Regions from separate parts of the Rattus norvegicus genome. Here region 1 is linked to region 2. Evidence: chromatin contacts called from public Hi-C data. All regions are on one chromosome and are shown on one strand. The core of a region is the stretch at or near the end of the contact, and the rest is flanking DNA. Distances in the headings are between cores, read along the strand shown.

What was found. A called contact is a pair of places that touch in the nucleus more often than the background predicts.
Region 1: a contact with region 2 is called in a Hi-C map of frontal cortex, with 2.9 times the contacts expected there. The contact joins the enhancer-like site here to the promoter of Satb1 in region 2. A contact is called at or near these places in 2 of 12 Hi-C or Micro-C datasets (Schwann cells and frontal cortex).

The regions. Positions count from the first base shown.
Region 1 is chr9:5,622,573-5,628,241 of GRCr8, reverse strand. No RefSeq gene overlaps it. Among named protein-coding and RNA genes, the nearest start is that of Kcnh8, 120 kb to the left of the region's middle. Within about 2 kb of position 4,316, at least 5 of the 93 cell types and tissues checked have an H3K27ac peak or open chromatin away from gene starts, as enhancers often do.
Region 2 is chr9:4,986,511-4,992,422 of GRCr8, reverse strand. Satb1 (SATB homeobox 1) reads left to right here and starts at 2,498. Exons shown (of 11, transcript NM_001012129.2): 1 at 2,498-2,727; 2 at 5,164-5,408. The coding sequence starts at 5,198. It overlaps LOC134480317 (a long non-coding RNA gene), which reads right to left and starts at 983. Exons shown (of 3, transcript XR_010054681.1): 1 at 878-983.

The sequences.
Region 1 (5,669 bases), core at 3,067-5,566, 630 kb before region 2:
GTGCCAACCTCTGGAAACAATGACAGCTCCCACTGCTCCTGTCTACTTGCTTTGTTGTTCCCTGCCCCCTCTCCTGTTTTCAATATCTTTCTGATGGAGTTACATTCCATATGTAATATTGTTACAGGTGCAAAATTGTTCCTTTCAATTCCTGAATGGCTGCACATGTTGAGCGGTAGCGCTGAAGGCCAGCACACTATTACTGTGCATCCAGGCCTCCCTCCCAGTCTGTGGGTCAACAGCATTCTTCTTTGCTTGCTAATGCTTTATTGTCTCTTAGTATACATTGGAATAATAATGGTAATTTATGCAGATATTTTGTATGCATAGCAAATAATGAGAAACACCTGCAGAAATTTCCCTCCTTCTCTGAGTTCAGCAACTAATTATATTTTTAAATAATGGCTACCATTGAACACAATTATCCAAATCACTTTAAGTAATGGAATCTTTTTAAGGTGTTTTTGAAAATTTTAGCACAGTTTTTAAACACTCATTTTTATCTAGAAGATGGGAAGGGAAAAAAAAAAGGCTAGTAGGCGGCTTCTTACTCACCAGAACGGTTTCTGCCAAGAATAGATTAGTGGTGGATTTTTCTCTAGTTTCTAGTCTTCATGTTCGAGGTCACAGTCAGCTAATGGCAAGCAGGTTTCTTGTAGTCATCTTTCTGGTTCTAGCCATTTGCTTCTTCCTCTCTTAAGGTGAAATAAAAATAATGAATTTGCTTGGAAACCCCTTTTACAATGGACTTTGCCACCTGATTTTCCTCATGGGGATTCAATACTTGAGTGTGGGACAGTCAGAAAAGAGTCTTAGGCCTTTCTGCGGCTTGATCCCCCTTTTATTTGTTCGGCTAAGACAAGCTTCTAGCACCTTTGCAAGGACAGAGTACATAAACCCGTGACTTCAGGGTCTTCATAGCACTACCTCAGGAATCTCATTCACCACAGAGAAGAGGAAGTATGGAAGTGGCCAGACAAGAGAATACTACTATGAAATACATATTTTTACTTTTCATACATAAGCCTGAGATTACGGTCTTACATCACATTCTAGGGGGGTTGAACTAGATAGGACAAGTGGGAAGAGTTCAGCCTTCCTCTTGGTCCTGCCTTCATCTCCAGCCTGATTGGTGAAAGCAGCTTAACTCTACCTCTTCATACATTTAGTCCTTTCTCTGTTTCCATAAGAAATTATTGGTCTGTAGGGGAAAACATTGACTCCTGTCTAAATCATACTACTTTCTGTTAGATTTGGGTTTGTTTGGTCAATTGACATTTGTGGAGTGCTCCTTAAAAGCGAGTTCTAAGAATTCTTGACCCCATGGGAGTGACAACCTGGAGACAGAGACATGATAAAAAGCAATCAAATTCAAAATACAGCAGATGAGAATCAGACAATGCCTAATGAGAGCTAATGACAGTGCTGTTCGTGCATGTATGGGAAATCACGGAAGTCTCTGAGAAGAGGTGACTGTGACCAGCTCCTGAAGGACAAACAAGCCACGGTGAGCTCCAGTGGACTTCCGCTCAGAAACATATGCTCAGTTGCTCCAATCACATCACGGCACGGCACACGGGAGGTGAACCTGCCATTTTCCAAAGCTCAGAAGGCAATAGACAAAGATTTCTTTTTTGTTTTCTTCCTGAGGTTTTGTTTTTCTGTTGTTAAAAAAACCATTTATTAAATCATTGGAAAAAAATCAGTTTTTGAACTGTTTCTAAGTGCCATTTGACAAAATAAAAAGCCAGAAAATACCTGAATATTTCACTTAAATTTTGATTGGATCATTACATCTAAAATTTACATTTCTCCACATTACACTTTTCCCGCTTTCCTTATTTGTTTTTGCTAACTTCCAAGGGCTTTTGAGGATCTCTTAAGAGAAAGAAAATGAAGAGCCAGATGGATTTGTGTTTGTTATTATTCTTGTGCAAATGAATTAGATTGCTAATCTCATGACAAGGCAAGGAGGGGGACAGGGAGAGAGACAGAGACTGAGGGAGACTGAAACATAGGTAGAGGCAAAGACATGAGAAAAGCGAAGAGAGTGAGAGACTGAGTTTGAGGATGGGTTTCCTGCAAAAGTCAGATGGTGATAATTAATTTTTAAAAATGTCCACAAGCTGCCTATACATATGTGGTGCGGGGAAACTGCCACACATTCAATTCTGCATTGTTCCATTGAATGAACAGGTAGAATGAAAGGGCACGGAATCAAAGGAGATAGGGCAAGGACTCTTTGGGGAGCCTCTGGCCAGGCACACTTTACCTGACAAGGGAACCACACAGAGGACTCCTCCCAAGAAGCAGTGAAAAAAAAAAGGCAGGGGAGCTGTTGAAAATAATGACAGGAAGGCTTAGCCTTTTTGAAGTTCACTACTTGAAGAAGAGAAAGCCATTCTTTTCCATGCTGGGGTTTGTTCTAACTTAAACTGAAGCAGTCCTATTTTCTACTCACATAGCAGTCCTCTGCCTCTGACGAGACTCAGATTGCAGGTGAATATGGGAACATAAGAAAGCTTCCTCTGGACTCGAAAGAAAAAAGTAACGCATAAGTAATTACACCCGCATACGTCTGCAAAATGGGTCAGTGGGAAATGTGTCTGCCACTAAGACTGGTAGAGGGAGAAGAATTGACTCTTAAAGCTGTCCTCTACTTTAACATACATACTCTGGCAGAGGTGTGTGTGCACATACACACATATCACATGTTCAAAGATACAATTAAAAATAATAATTACTAAAGCTCTGTATTCTTGATTCTTGGCACCTGACCATATTGTCCAAGACAGGCAAGATTGCATCCATTTCTACCCTGAATATGATTTACCATGTAAAACTTCCAAACAGACTGTGAGGCAATTGCGAATTGTAGCCTGGAAATGACTTGACAAATACAAATGCTTCCATTCCTCAAGTGGGATCCCTAGAACAGCATTGAGAGAGGATGTTTTTATACCCAGAATTGTAACACGCACATGCAAAATTATTGCATTCATCTAACATGGACAACTACAATTTTTCCTCAATATTTAAAGTCTCAAGCATGCACAAGCAGATTCCTGCCTATGTCGCAACTGCTTACTTCTCCGTTGAATATGATCGTAATGGGGGAAAGGTCTACTCAAAGGGGCATTTTTTGGCAGTCACCGCTCTGAGCATAGTTCAACACTGAGAGGACCAGTGCGTGGGCTGTTGACAGATGCTGCGTTAGACCGAGTTTGTCCCATCAAGTAGTCAGATTGAATAAGTCTATGGGAGAATAAATGAAAGGTGCATTGGAGGGTCATCTGCAAGTAAGCTTTTACCCTCAGAGAGGGAAATGCCTGAGCGAATGAGTGCAGTCTAGACTTAATTCTACACCAGAAATGCCTCCTCAGGAGGTTATGAATGCTCTGAGTTGTGAAGTCTAAATACATTTCTGAACCCTATAATGAAAACCAGACAGCCTTTGCCCCAAATACTCATTAACAACTCCAATTTTTTTTTTCCTAAAATATGGACACTACGTTGTTCCAATGGAAGCTTTTCTCTAATAAGAGCAATGATGAACACCGAGCATCTGGGTCCCCCAGATTCCTCAATCTACAAAGTTTGCACCACGCTGAAAATAGGGCCAGTGACTGGAACCTGAAGGAAGGGCTTCCAAACAAGGGACCAGTGGGTTAATACAGCCGGCTGCACAGAAGTCAGCGGCAGGAGGGACTTCACAGCCCTCCATTTCCTCAACAGCAGTCCCGAAGTGCGGCCACAAGAGGGAACCATTGTTCAAATGTTGGAAGAATTTCCTTTCTTCCCCCTCCCCTCCCCGAGGAACTCAGCCAGCTCAAATCCCTCTTTAATGTAAGAACCTGATCAAAAGGCTTGAACAAAAAAGTAGAGACAGATGTGATCATGGACACAGTTATTTTGGACGGCTGAACGATCAGCTTTTAAATACCTGAGTAACCAAAGGTCTGTCATCCAGTAACAGAAACCAGAGAGTCAAGGCCTTGTGCTGACAATAGAAAGACAGGCCTATATTTTATTTCTTCCATTGGCTCTACTTTGCCTAAGACGAGGAAAACTTTTAAAACCAAACAGCCAATATCAGAATGTAAAGAAACAAACAGAAATGCAGACTTCGAAGCTCAAGAGTGTCTCCCATCTGTGATAACACTGAGTAGAAACTGGAGAAGGGAGAGTGTGTCCTAAGCAGTTTTTGCTTGCAGCCCCGTGAACCAACGCTACTGACTGAAAAATGCAGACTAATGCGATAGAAGGCATACAGGATGGCTGCCTGGAGGTCGTGTGCCACCAGGCTGGCACGAGTCCAGTTTCCCAACCAGAAGAACGGGAGAATAGGCTGGAACGTGCTTGGTGCCAGTCGGGCTTTCACAGGAAAGCAGATGACGGCTAAGATTATTAATCTTGACAGTTTCCTGATTTATTGGGATGTTGTCATCTTCTCCTTTTGTATAATTTGCCAAATGATCATAGTATTAGACTTAAGGAAGCAGGGCCCCCTTCTTTAGAATTTGCTTCAACAGTAAAACACGAAGGCTTGGCTTTAGGCAAAGGTGGACAAATTCAATTCTCACCGACATACTATCATTTGAGAAATACCAAGTCATGTTTTGTGACTTTTGATGTTAAGATAGCTTTATATGTATTAGATAATTATAGAAAACTGCTCCATTTATTTAATAAATGCAAAGCACAGGGGAAGAAATTTAAAATCGAGGTCTCTAGCAGTCAAGAGCAAATGTTACTGCTTAAACTAGGATAGTCATAAACAAAGAAAATAATCCGAAAATAGCAGCTAGCTTTAAAAGCAATTCCTCTGCACAGTGATTTCCCAACAAAACGACAACCTGCATGGGAATTCTTGCTTTGAATTGCTCATGTAAAATCACAAAAACAATTTTGAGTTACTTCAGCATAGACTCAAAATAAGGAAGCATTTGACACATTTTATAAGTGGTCGCCTTCACTAAAGTATTTTTATGTTCTACTCTTTGTAATCCCTTGCATTTAAAATAGCAACAACAGAAATTAATCTTCCGTTTTTAAAAAGGAGTTACAATTAAAGATATTTCCAACATAAAAAAAAACCCCATGTTATCCACCAAGACAGGTTTATCAAAATATAAAATATCTAAACTTAAAATGCTATAATTGAGCCCCCCTTCCTTTTTATTAAGAAAAGTCATGTCTGTACCTATGCTTTGAGACATATTATGCAATAAACAGCAATCAGCCTAAAGATGCCATATCAAACAAACCAAGTTTTGTTTTGCTAAACTAAGCAAAATTAGTTGAATGCCCTAAGTAATAGTTGCTGGTATTTTTTTTTCTAAATTATTTCTCCACTTGTTTTTGTGTCTATGCATAAATTAAAAATCTGCTGAAATTTATTATTCATCGGAGATGTAATTAATATGCAAAATTATGCAAATTAAGATGCAATTAGGCTTCAATTCTCTAGTGGAATTTTCCATTATAATTTAATACAAAGTAATAGAGTAATTGGTGTCACGTGTAATTACGGTTACTCACGTGTACTTGCAGACGTGCAAATGATGTGGTATATGTTAGTTATCCTATGCAAATGGATCACACAATCTCTTAATACTTGGGAATGAAGTAAACAAAGATGGTCTTCAAAAAAAAAAGAGTGAGAAGGA
Region 2 (5,912 bases), core at 1,249-3,748:
CCAAGGGGCAGTAATTTCCCCTACTTTACCTTCTGCTTTTTTTAGACTTCTAGTTGTAAACACTGTGCCTGAGAGTGTATTGGTCGCTTTAAAGAGCTTCATTTGCATATCTTCGTCCTTATCTCTGCGGTTGTCCTAACTTGTTGCTTTAAAAAAAAAAGTGTATCACAGTGTTTTTCAGTTCTACACATCTCTCCCCTAATCTATTGCATTCTTCAAAACAGTTCTTCAAAATATAACACTTGGCTCCTCCGGTGGCACAAACCTTAGTGATTAAAAGATGCATTTTTTTTTTAAATTTTAGGTGGATGTCACGGTGTTCATTTTTATGTGGACTGTATTTAGTAAATTACCTAAAGGTCGTACTGTGTAATAATGGCCAGTAATGTAACTGGGGATCTTTTGTCGATGACAAAAGTATTTATTGCTACAACAGATGAATTCACTAACCCAAACTTTCCTATATTCGCCCGATGGGAAGTATTTTAAGAGTGATGACATCTTTTCCTTTGTAATGGCAAGTCAGGTGTGTGTTTCCAGTGACCCAAATTTAGTTTAACTCCAGCACTACGGGCCGCGTTTCAGAAGTCCAAAGTATCTATGGCTCTGACTTGTTCGGAAAGCCCTTACTCAGTTGTTACTGCATGTCACTCTTGGCAGTTAAGAGACCACATTCCTTTGAGAATAAGTACTAGGGCGAGCGTCACCCGGCTTCTTGCCTCTCTTGCCCTCCTACCCAGGCACTCCGCGGGGCTCTTCTCGCCAGCACGACTAGCTGCTTGCCCACCTCAAGTGACACCTGCACGCCCCCGCCCCCGTCCCCCCGGGGCGGCTCAGGGTCCTCTAGTCACCCCTCCTTCGCGCTGCCCGCACGCACCTGCCCGGGGCGCCCCCCGCGTCCTCCCGGCGCCCCCGGCCGCCGGGCATTGTGTACACTCGGCCGGCCGCCCGCCTCTCGCTCGCGGCTCATTACGGATGCTCGCGCGCCCGGCCGCCAGCGCGCGCCCCACTCAGCTCTTCCCGGGCCGCCGCCGCCGCCGCCGCCCCCGCCCCTCCCCCGATCCCGGCCCTCCAGCCCGGGTTTTGAGCCCGGTCCCTCCCGGCCCTCCCGCACCCTGCCCCCGCCGCCCGCGCTCCCCCTCCCGCGCCCGGGACGCGGCGGCCCCGCCGGGGTAGCAGGCTGCGGGCGGCCGGGAGGAGGCTGCGCTGCCAGCCGGTGCCTCGCATTAAAATGAGGAGGAGGAAGAAGCGGCAGCCACAGCGGCGGCGGCGGCAGCAGCGGCGGCGGCGAGGGCTGCAGCCCGGGAGGACGCGCGGAGCCCAGCGCGGCACGGCAGCGGCCACCGCGGCCGGGATGAGTCAACTCCTGGTTTAATGGGGGCAGAGCGGCCGCGAGGGGACACGAGCGAACGAGCGAGCGACGGGCAGCCGTCCGGGGAGCTGCGCTCACACGAGCGCGCAGACCCCCGCGCGCCTCTCCCGGGCCGCCGGCGACTCCGGCCTCGCCGCCCGCGTGGGGACCCCGCCTGCAGCCGGGCACCCGCCGCCCTCCGCGCAACTCTGCATCAGTTTTGGGGGGCCTCCGGGCGGCGGCTGCGCCCCCAAGTCCCACTGCCATTGTCGACCTCCTTGTTTACCTCCGACTCGGGCTGAGTGAGAGCTTGGCGACTTTTGGGGGGGGAGGGGGCGGGGAGCGAGTGGCCGCCGAGGAGGCGGCGGCGGGGTTGCCCTCGGATCTCCCCCTCCCCCCTGCTCCTCCCTCCCCGTCGATGCTCCCGGGCGCTCCGGGTCCCCGCGTCCATGGGCAGGGAGAGGGTCCCCGGGGTTGTTGTCGGTGACGCCGGCCTCCCAAGTGGCCTCCTAGTGCCTTCCCGGGGCTCTTGGCACGACCCTCTACCCCTCACCCTCTCAGGCCCCTGCTAGATACCCTCAGTGGGGGTGCGAGGCGGTGGGGAAAAAGTTTAAGGTTTGTTAATCGCAGTCGCGATTGTTGGGGAGGGGGAGGGGGCGGCTGGGAAGAAAGCGAGGTGGCCTTTCCCTGAGGCTCCCGGGTCTCGGACTAGTCTGGCGAGGGTGACACCAAGCCGACTTTACGCGCTCTCCCAGGAGCTCAGCGGGAGGAGGGGGTGAGGGTACCTTTTTTTTTTTTTTTTTTTTTTTTTTAAATTCCTCTCCCCACCCTTTCTGAGGTCCTTGTCCGCAGTGATTTTTTTCCTTCTTTTAAAGAGATTCCTCTCACCACCTCCCCAGTACCACCAGTGTACAGCTCCTAACGGGTTCCGCTTTGTTTTTACGACTCCCCCCACCCCCCACCCCAACGAATCACTTGTCAGATCAATTTTACCTTCTCCCTCCTCCCTACTTCCCACTCTCCCCTCCTCCCCTCCCAAACCCCGTTCTCCGAGGTTAGACATTTTACTAGCTAGCTATGCTGTTTGTCGAATTGTGACTTTTTTTTTTTACCCCCTCCTCCCATATCTACTCTTCTAGACGTTTATTTTTGCCCTTCCCCCGCCTAGCGGGGCGCGGGGTAAGGGAAGAGAAAATAATACAATTTCAGGGGAAGTCGCCTTCAGGTCTGCTGCCTTTTTTTTTTTTTTTTTAAACAATAATAATAATAATAAAAAGGACATAGAAAACACCAGTCTTGAACTTCACTTCAGGAACCCCGGCTGCAAAGGAAATCTCCTTTGTTTTGTTATTTATATGCTGTCAAGTTTTGAAGTGGTGAGTTTCAGGTCGGTTTTGCTAATTTCACTCAGTAAAACTGCAGCTTTGCTGTTGCTAGATAGTAGTTTGTTTCTTTGTCTCTTTAAAAGGTCACAGTGAAAGCTTGGCCTGGATCGTGCCGGCCATATGGAATGGATAAGGGCACAGTCTCTTCAAATGTGCTTCTGGGGTTCTGTCGGGCAAGGAAAGGACCCTAAGAGGAACTCATGGAAGGGATCTCAAGATGAAAAAAGAAAAAGAAAATACTTGGTTAAAATCAGAATTTCGCGCTTTTATTTCCTGCTTTTTAAAGGAAATAATCCCTGAGATGGAGTTTACCAGCTAGTTCCAGAAAGGATCCTCTGGTCTTATTTTATGGACAGGGAAATGGGGCTTGGGGAAAGTAGCCTGTTTTCTGGGTGCCATCCACACACTGCTCTAAAATGGGTAAACTATGTAGCTCAGACTCTCGAGCTGGGCTTTGGTTGAGACCACAGTTAGCCCCAGCTGTTGTCCAGGGAGGCTTGTTGGCAATGGCTGGAATCAGCCCTATCCTGAGGTTTGGTGAACTTTTGCCTTGGCATAGAGTTTAAAGGAGCATTAAATTGAGTGTTTTATGTGCATGTAATTTTGCTTTATAATGCAAACCTTTTAGAGACTGACTTAGTAGATGCTCTGGGTGTGTATTCAAAAAACAGTTTCTCCAGACCTATATGATGTTTCGACGGTCAATGCATCAAACTGAAGTCCATCTCTTTCGTTTGCAGCTCACAGTGCTGCCGAGCCTCATGATTACCTAATATGTTCTGTAGTATTAACTTTGATGCTCTTATGAATTCCCCAACCCCCTTTTTTCTCATAAGTTGCCCCAAGGGTTAATTTTTTTTTTCTGTTCAATTCCTATGCTTTAAAATTTGTCTTCTGCTCTAGGGTTGGAAAAATTGGCTTTGCATTGTGATTCGCATGAAGCAAAGTGTTTCGAATAAGTTAATAATCATCGCTCTGATTTTGGCTTTAGACTACAGTCTAATATAATGGGGAAGAGTGATCTTGATAAAAGTAGTTTAGAAAACATGAATTTACTGTTAATGAACCTCAAAACCAAAACCAGATGGGACCTTGACCAAGGGTAAACCTTCAGTTCTTAGCTCGCCACCCTCAAGTACAAAGATAGATAACTACTGCTATTCCTCAGACTCTGGAGTTCTTGGATTGGCGTTCTGAAGGTTGCCTTCCGCCCCCAGGTCACATGCCCATGCCCATTTCTTGATCATACAGGACAAAGTAGGGTGGACTTCACAAGAGAAAAACGTTTACAGAGAAGCCACGCTAATACAAACTGGATCTCAACTGATCCGGATCCAAAGAGTTTGTACATAGTATTTATTTTTAAAAGTATCTAAGATACTTCGAAATACTAGCCAGCTGGAAAAAGTGATGTCATATTCTCTCTGGCTTTCCTAAATACCACCAATACTTCAAGGCTAATGAAAGTTTATAACATAGCCCTATTTAAAACTATAATTTAGAACTAACTTCAGTATATTGTACCAATTGCTTTATTATGAGCAGTATTCAAAATTGAAGTCTAATATTTAATAGAACTGAGAATTAACATTTTTCTGAAATTATTATGATGCTAACTCCCTTGCATACTAATTACTTTTTATTACTAGAGACTGTGTTTTGTCAATACTGTTAGGATTTTTTCTTGTGAGCTTCATATTTTCAGGTTTCTTGCTACTTGAATTACTAACAGCACCCAGTTAGCGTTGGACACCTAAATAAAATATTAACTCCAAAAAAACAAGTTGTCTTGCTAAAAGTCATGAGACATTTGAAGAAGCCCTTCACACCGTTAAGGATGTGCTTAGGGGTGACATGATCCAGTCACATGTTTGACCAGAGACTTGAGATCTTTAACAGCATGGAACTCTTGATACTCAGATAGTAGAAAACTTTTTGCTGTTTTAGTTCATAAACTAAGTGGCAAGCTAAAAAGCATTTGGGTGTTTGTGGAGCTCTGCTGAGGTTTTCGTTTGTAATGTAGATCGCAATGTATGTTAGAGGGTAAGCATCTAAGTTTAATCCTTCACGCTGGTGAAGGATCCTTCCATCCTTCCTTAAAAATATTGCGATCACTCTGTCATAATTTTTAATTTTAAAAATTGAGAGTGCATGGGTATAATTTGTTATTTTCTTCTTATCTTGTGGTTATTTTTGTTCTGAAAGTAAGCCCATGTTCCTCCTAGTTTTAGACAAGAAATTACTTTTTAATTCATGTACCTTGGTGCAGATTCCATAATCTTCTGTTGATTTATCTAGAAGCGCAGTCTTGTGCATCATTACATAGTTGCACAGATGTGTTTGTGGAGGGAAATGTCTAGGGATAAGACGTGCATGGGGCAGGCATAACTATAGACCTCCACCCACTGATAACGTCTTCTTTTCCAGTTCTGGCAGGTGATCTGTAAGACAGTGACTGAGTATGGATCATTTGAACGAGACAACTCAGGGGAAAGAGCATTCCGAAATGTCTAACAATGTGAGTGATCCGAAGGGTCCGCCGGCCAAGATTGCCCGCCTGGAGCAGAACGGGAGCCCACTAGGAAGAGGAAGGCTTGGGAGCACAGGTGGAAAGATGCAGGGAGTGCCTTTAAAACACTCGGGCCACCTCATGAAAACCAACCTTAGGAAAGGTAAATACTTGCTAATCAAATCCTGGAAATCTGACTGATGTCTGCCCAAGGCCGTCCTGTGTGGGGGTGTCGGGCTGGAACATGCTGGAAATAGTCTCTTTCTACATCTCTCTCTGATGGGGAATTAAGTGGCATTCTGGGCTGTGGTGCCAGTCAGGTTTTGAAAGCATGCGCGCTGGTTTTGAGTGGTGCCTCTTTCTACCTCAGTCTGGAAGCATTGAGTATTTGGATAGTTAAGTCTGAGTTAAGTGTCATGGTCCTCGTTTACACAGGAGTCATAGGCACTACTGCCGATGAGGATGCTCAGGGGCTGCTGACCCTGGCTGTCTGAGAATCACCAGAGGATTTTCCTGAGATTACTATGTAGAAGGGGATTTCAGGACATGGGCCTGACATGAGAACAAAGATTTGTGATGCAATTTATTGTGGTTTATTTTCTGAAGAGCAAAGTTTTCTATTTAACAGTTTAAAAAAAAAAGAACTTGCTGATTCTGGTTTTTAATT